Regions from separate parts of the Gossypium raimondii genome. Here region 1 is linked to region 2. A link is a contact called in public Hi-C data. All regions are on one chromosome and are shown on one strand. The core of a region is the stretch at or near the end of the contact, and the rest is flanking DNA. Distances in the headings are between cores, read along the strand shown. Region 1 holds the start of LOC105791422 (protein TRANSPORT INHIBITOR RESPONSE 1). Region 2 holds the start of LOC105791416 (rho GTPase-activating protein 2).

Region 1 (3,812 bases), core at 578-3,077, 140 kb before region 2:
TTGTATGGGAGCGTAGCTTAAGTTCAATGATGTTAATCTAGAGCATACAGAGTAAATAACTGGAAGGTAAGCTGGGACTGCATCCCAAAACCCAGACAAGCTCTTTAATTCCTTGCAATTACAAAAAGCTTCAACCAAGTTCGAGTACACGTCTGACCGTAGCTCAGCTGCATAGGTGCCAGTGCCAAATTCAATCAGCTGCGGTGCACGGGATAAAAGGTTGGCAATCTTATCGAGGGGCACTTCACGGTTGAGCAAAAGCCTCCTCAAGTTGGGACATCTACCAACTAGGCGCTCCAAGGCCGAGAAACTAACGTCATCGGATCCTAAGCAGGAAATGTTGAGAGACACAAGGGATGTGTATGTGTCAGGAAAATGGTTGAGCCAATGCCCACTCAAATCATCCACTTCACTGTCTCTCAAGTCCAGCTCTCTCAGATTCCTGTATCACAAAACCAGATTTGATTCATATAAACAAGGAATTAAAAAAATCGACCAAATCAAATACAAAATCAAGAAGAAAGTTTCTTTTTACAATTGAACTTACAAGAGAAGAAATTTGCATATTCTTTAAGCATCTAATTGCTCAAACCATACAAGAAATAAAGTTCTAATCTAGGAACAAAAAACAAACAAATCCCAAGATGGAATTAAAATAACATACAAAGAAGGATAGAAAAAAAAAGGAAAAATTTTGAAAAAAGAAATACGATAAGAATCTGCAGTACCAACTTGGAAAATCAGTCCCTACATCCTCAATTTACAAAATATATTATTCATCGTTATACAGCAAAAGCAAAGCCCACGTTTCCCAGACGTAACCGTTTAAAATCTGGAAAACAACCCCCGAAAAAGAATCTAGGTATAGCAAACAAGAACAAGGAATCCTAGGGGAAAAGGGGCATTTGAAGTGAACAAAACTCTACCCTTCTCAAAAATCACAAAGAAAACAGAAATGTAGCTAAAACCAAAAACAAAAATTGAATCTAACAAAGACCCAAGGTTCAATTCTTTGTCTAACTGAAAAGCAAAGAAAAAGCCAAACAAACGAAGTGAAAAAAGAGTTCATCAAACTCACTTGCAGCCAGCAGCAATAGCAGCGAGCCCATCAGTTGAAAACCCTTCACAAGAAAAGAGCACCAACACTTGCAAATTCGTAAAAGACTTAGCAACAAGCTCCAGGCTCTCGTCCGTGACAACCATTCGCTTAAGCCGGATCTCTTCGAGCCATGGATAGGCTCCAGCCATTTTCGATATCCATGGAAGTACGTACCCGCCCCAACCGTCCGGTACCAGATTGAAGTCCGCGAAGTGTGGCTTCCCTTTTAGCTCAATGGATCTGATATCCGGGAACCGCCTGATCACCATCGTAGGGCTGACGGCGTAACAGTTCCCCACGAATACCTTCCTCCGACACCACCGTTCGATCTCGTACCACGATTTGCACACCACCGACGCTGCGTTCCGGTCCTTGTCCGATTGTATGAACGAGAAAACGTGCTCCAAAATCTCGTCGGGGAACGAATACGCCGTTTTCTTCTGCATTTTGAAAAATCGAGAAAGAGAAACAAAAAAACAAACACACACACACGCAAAGAGAAATTAAGCCTTTTTGGATTAAAAATATACAAAAAAAAAGATTTCTCTTTTTTGCCTTTCGGTTTGGCCGAAGTTTGGGGTTTTCTTAAGCTTTAGAGTTCATTTTCAGATCTGAAACGCCATTAATGAAGGTTACAGTGAGAGCAGAGGTTAAGGAGCTATAAAGAGAGAGAAAGTGAAGTGATATGACAGATACAAGGTGAGAGAGGATAAGAAATTTTTTTGATGTGTTGAGAAGAAGGGTTAGATTTTAACAATGGTTAAATATGTCATGTCAAATTAGGTCTAATTCTAGGTTTAGTCCCTTTACTATGTTGAAATTTTGAACTTTATCTCTCTATGCTTTTGTTTACATAACTTTGTAAATTGACAACCTCAATTGTTACTTATATTAAATTAGCAAAGGGTTAAACATGATTGATTGAATTTTATGTGATATAAATTGTATGATCGTATAATACAAAAGACTTCACGTCAACACTCTAACAATATCAACAAACAATTTTATCGAATTTAAATACACTAATGACATTATAAAAGTACGAGTAAGAAGTCAAGTGATAGGAAAAGATAGCCAATTAGGGTGATATTGTAAAAAATTTATAACAAATCATATCAAATTAAAATAAAACAAAATGATTAAATGTCAAATTTTAGTATTACCGTGGACTAAACCAGAATTATAGCGAAAGGAAATATGAGGGTATCAATTTTTGTGTGGGGATAACTAATGGACGTTTAAGATAGAGACACGTGGTGGGGGTGAGATGCGGGCCATATGATGGACGGTGGGAAGGGGAGATCTTATCCGTCGGCAACGAAGCGGAGCCGCAGAAAACGGGTGTATGGAAGAGCGTGTCGGGCAGATGTTCGACGAGATTTTTGATGGAATATATCGGGAAGGAGATGGAGCGACGAGATATTGATACGAGGAGGGCTGATAAAATGTGGTGATGTGTAGGGGAGAGTGGTGGTGCAATGAACCCCATGATGCGCGTAGCACGGCTGGATCCGAGGGATCTCGATATGCGGGGACCACAATAAAAGGGATAAAATATTATTATTATAATAACGACAAAAAATTCATAAACACTTTGATTGAGATTTCTCAATTTTGATTAATTCAAAATAATAATAATAATTAATAACTTAAATTTATGTAAAATGATTAGAACTGAAACATCAAAAACTTAACTTAAAAATTCGAGTCAGGATGATTTAATTAAAAGTATCGATGTTTACATTCATTTACCTAGCAAATGTTTACATTATTAAAACACATATTTATATATAAATTAATTCGAGTCTCGAGTTATATATAAATATGTGTTTTAATAATTTCAAATGTTTTGGTAAGATGTTGGTCAATTAATTTAAAATTTAAGCGACCTGCCGATTTTCAAAAATAATAATTTAAGGTTTGGATTTAAACAATCCAATACCCTTTAAAGGGCAATTTTTTGCATTCCTTAACCTCCACTAGATATAGCATCGCACAACCCAAATATGACTCGAAGAAATCAAAGCTTAATATTTTTTTATAAAAATAGAATAATAAATTATTATTAATAACAATTTAAACTATACTAATAATCATTTTCTAGGTATAATGTTAAAAGAATATACTTTAAACAAGTATAATATTATGTTGAGACAAGAGTAAGTTTTATTTCTAAATCCAACCTTATTTCAAAAGAAGAAAATCTCAAAATGTGTTTATGCATTCCCTAAATCCTTAATTATCATTAAAAAAAAAGTAGATTATGTACTATGTAGTAGAACAACATTGATAAGTGATTCATCATAGATTTGGAAATTAAGAAATGTTGGTGTCTAGCAGAGGCCATAATGGGGACATGGATAACATTTTTGTTTCTATTTTGACTTCATGGGTGGAGATAATCATGCCCACTATTATTCACTTTCTATATTTCGTCTTCAATTAAACTAAACCAACACAATAATGACTCATTCTTTTTTCCCCAATATTTGCTGAAGAGATAAAAGAGTTCCATTTTCATTTGCATACATACACACCATATTTGGTGTAAATAAATGTTATAAACGTTGTTTTTATTTTTACATTAAATTAAACATATTCCAACAAAAGAAAAGCCTCCTCGTTACTTTTCATACATTAATCATTGTTTAAGTTGAAGGCTCCTTATCCCACGTTTCCAAGTGACAAACATGTGTTCAAGTTGCTTGCAAAA
Region 2 (3,904 bases), core at 1,373-3,872:
GGACCCGATTTTATCCAATCTTAATCCAGTCGATGTTAGAATTCCGGGACATGCCGAAAACAACACTAACACACCACAAAGTTCAGCCCTTGCTGAACCAATGATTCAAACAAACAATCCCCAGAAAACCAATACTTCCCCTACCTGAATTTCAACCAAAACCCAACTTTATCGATTTACCAAAGCAACTGTGATCGAAAGGATGTCGGTATTGTTCTAAATAACGTTGAGTGTTGTAGACTCGACTAGTTTGTCCATCATATCCACACCATCATTGTCCTCGCCATCACTTGTAGTTGAGCCCGAATTCTCGTTCTTGCTATCGGTAAATGAAATGCTGGACTCGAGATTGCAGCCCGTCCAACTTCCTGGAGGAGTACTAGTATGTGATTCATCAGATGGTTTCTCCAGAAAACTATAGGTGGCGTCCTTGTTATTCTCATCCTCCGGTTGCCTCAAGAAGCATTCCTCTATTTCACCGAATGCCTCTACTCCGTCTTCCTCGTCATCTCCGCTATAGTTACCGTAAAGGGAATTATCGTAATCAGATATAGGCCCTTCGCAGCTCATATCCATCTCATCTAAACTACGACAATCGAACTCCTCGTCTGTGTGATGATCGAATGAACGAGATGAACTCGCGGTCTCTTCTCGTTCTCGTAGCGTTTTCATGATCAAGGTCTTGAGCAAGTTCATTACTTGAACAGCATGCATCAGAGCCGTCAACGGATCGGACATCTGTTCCAAGAGAGAAAAACAATCAAACATCAAATGCTTTATTTTTACAAAAACAGTTTTTAATTACAATCTTTAATCCAACAACGTCCCAAATATATATATACCTGAGTCATATTTGGTGCAAAAACCATAGCAATATTCCTTGCATTCATCTTGTTCGTTTCCTCCTCTTCCACGACATCTGCCATAAGGTCGACTGCCCAATTGAGCAATCCGGCTTCCGTTGGCTTCAGTTGCTTCACGAGCTCAACGCACTCCTCTTCGTTATCGCAGTGAAGAACCTGTTCTGGGGAAAGTCCATCCAACACACCTGCAGGAAGCTCCCTGAACCAGGCTTTGATAAGGCCTGCAAGGCAATGAACATCGATATTATCTGGCACAATGCCACGGTTCAACTGATCTCTTACAAGCTCCTCTTGGCTGTTCTCAGGATTTATCCTGAAAATCCCTTCTGCCTGAAAACAAGAACAAATTAAACAGCAATAACATCATATAACCAGGGTAATTGCATATAGATGTAATACTAAGTACTAAAGTTGGGACGAAAATGAAAATAATGAAAACCTGAAGCCCTCCTTGTGAATAAAGCCGCTCCTGCATCAGCAACAGTATAGTGGGGACGCTGTTCCCTTTTGGATCCAATGAGCATTGCATTGATTCCGCTGAGACCCCAAACACACTCGCACTGCAAGGAAAAAATATATCTGCAATTAAGGACTACGTGGGTAAAATATAGAGGAAAGTGATAAAAGAGGATATTCTGGTTGGTCCTTCTACAATGCTCAGATTTGGGATTTAGTCCCGGTACTTTAATTTGTCATAATTTAATCCACTTTTTATAATCCCATTAGATAGTTCAAATTTAGTTAAAATTTTGATTTTTTTTTAAAGCACCTCTTTTGTCTGAAATGTATTTTTGTGTTAAAAAGAAAAAATCATGTTAGTATATTAACAGAAATAATTAACGGCCCTAATTATGCTAAGGGATCAAAACGATAATTTAACCTAAATTTGATTTCAGATAATTATCAAACAAAATTTCTTTGAAAATCCAAAATTTTTTCACAATAAATATTGGTAGATATTTTTTAAAATGACTGCAACATTAAATCAAAAGATATCAATACAGAAAATAGAGATTATTATTTTATAAAATTATATATAAATATATAACAGTTAAATATAATTAAGGCAAAAGGTCTAACTAGAAATTATAGTTTAATTAAAAATTTGCATATCTTTCTGGTGATTCCTTTTTTAAGTTTCTAGTTACTAAAAAGGAGAAAGAAAATTTTCATAAAAAATAATATGGTAAATTGCATTTCTAGTCCTCTAAAAAATTGACAATTCAATTTAAAATTTTGAGCATAAAATTTTCACTCTAGCACTTCATATTTGTATTTTAAAAAAATAAACACTTGAAATATATTTAAAAAAGAAGAAGAAACAACAAGGAGAAATTACCTAGCGGATGGAACCCGACCCGGTACCTCAACTTGGAATTCAAGGGGAAGACCCAAGAACCCATTGAAGCGATCAAAGGTAACATGGCTTACGTGTCGTACGTTGGTTGGCCACCCGATTTCCATGTTATTAACGGCGGAATGCATCGCTTCATCTTCTCCATCAACACGACAGGACACCATGGATTTCCTTAAAGCGGCTAAAAGCAACGCCGCAACGGAAATCTGGTTCTGCTGCTGCTCTTCCTCGGAGTTCTTAGCTCGTCGCTTCTTACCACTGCCACCACCACCGCAGCCACCTCCTTTGGTCACCATTACTGGAGCAGTCATTATCTCAATCGGCTTTGGATTTCTCTCTCCCTCTTAAGAATCACGAGGTTTTAAATTTCGTAACGAGTTATTTGTTGTGTTGCATTTAAGTATAAGAGAGTTTGCAAGTGAAAAAGGTTTTATTTATTTATTTATTTATTTATTACTAACGGCCACTTGTTTTTCAAATTTTATCTTTTTTACTTTATCTACAGTGAACGTTTGCATTTGGCCTTGTGGTTGTCCTAATATTTCGAGAATGCCACGTACCCAAAACGCACAATTATACGGACTTTTCTGGTTAAATTTCGCTTTTAGTCCCTCAATTATATGTAGGGTATAGATTTAGTCTCTGCACTTTAATTTAGTCATTTTTAATAATGTACTTCTGACTTTTAAAATTTCAGTCTTGACTAAATGGTAATTGTTAAATTCATTAAGTTCTTCTATTTTCTAAGTTTGGTATTGCTAATATATTATTATTATGTCAACTTGTTATTTTCACATTTTATTGGCAAAAACCAATTAATGGACTTAACAATTGTAGTCTGCGTCAATCTAAAATTTTGAAAGTTGAAAAGCATAGAAAATAAAATCGATCTAATTGGAGAACATGAATTAAATCTATAACTTTATGTATAATACAAGACTATTTATAAAATTTACTTGTTATCGTTTGGATTGATATTATAATTTCAAAATCTAAAAATATAGGGACTAAATTTGACCAAATTTATATATATATTAAAATTGACAAAATTAAAATGCAAAAACTAAATCGAGAGTATAGGATTAATAATAGAATTTGACCTAATCTTTTTATCCCTTAGCATGTTTTGATTCGAAAAGTTTAATTACTTTTGGTTATATTATTAAATATATCATTATTTATGAAAATTGAATTAATTCAAAATTGCATATAAAAATAACTCAAAATAAAAATTCACATATAAATTCATGTTAAATTAAAATTGATTTAGTTTCATGAAAAAATGTAATATAATAGACAAATACAGTTGAAATGTTAAAAATATATTAAAATTTTGAAAATTTTAAGTCAATAATATTTTATTTATTTGTCTTTACTTATTTAAAACATAATATAAATCATTAATAATAATCATAAAATTGATATAAGTATAATCTAAAAGCTAAACAACACTTAAATAATAAACTATTAGTAATTTTACGTTTTGGTGATTCAATTTTTAAAAGTTATAAAATGATCACTGAATCATTCAAAAGTTCTCATTTAAGCCACAAAATTATATGAAAGTTTTTATTTAAGTCACAGATTGTTAAGTATTATTTTAAAGTTTGGCTAGCGAGCTCCTAGTAATAATTAGTACGGTCGATCAATACCCATTGACAAGTAGAAGAATATATCTTAGATC

The links. Hi-C and Micro-C count contacts between places; a contact is called where the count stands out from the background.
Region 1: a Hi-C map of leaf shows a contact between it and region 2, with 4 times the contacts expected there. The contact joins the promoter of LOC105791422 here to the promoter of LOC105791416 in region 2. A contact is called at or near these places in 2 of 2 Hi-C or Micro-C datasets (both in leaf).

Annotation. Positions count from the first base shown.
Region 1 is chr8:39,774,015-39,777,826 of ASM2569854v1, reverse strand. It overlaps LOC105791422 (protein TRANSPORT INHIBITOR RESPONSE 1), which reads right to left and starts at 1,827. Exons shown (of 4, transcript XR_008198472.1): 1 at 1,079-1,827; 2 at 1-442.
Region 2 is chr8:39,634,538-39,638,441 of ASM2569854v1, reverse strand. LOC105791416 (rho GTPase-activating protein 2) reads right to left here and starts at 2,622. Exons shown (of 4, transcript XM_012619480.2): 1 at 2,203-2,622; 2 at 1,303-1,423; 3 at 843-1,193; 4 at 1-738. The coding sequence starts at 2,531. The coding sequence ends at 217.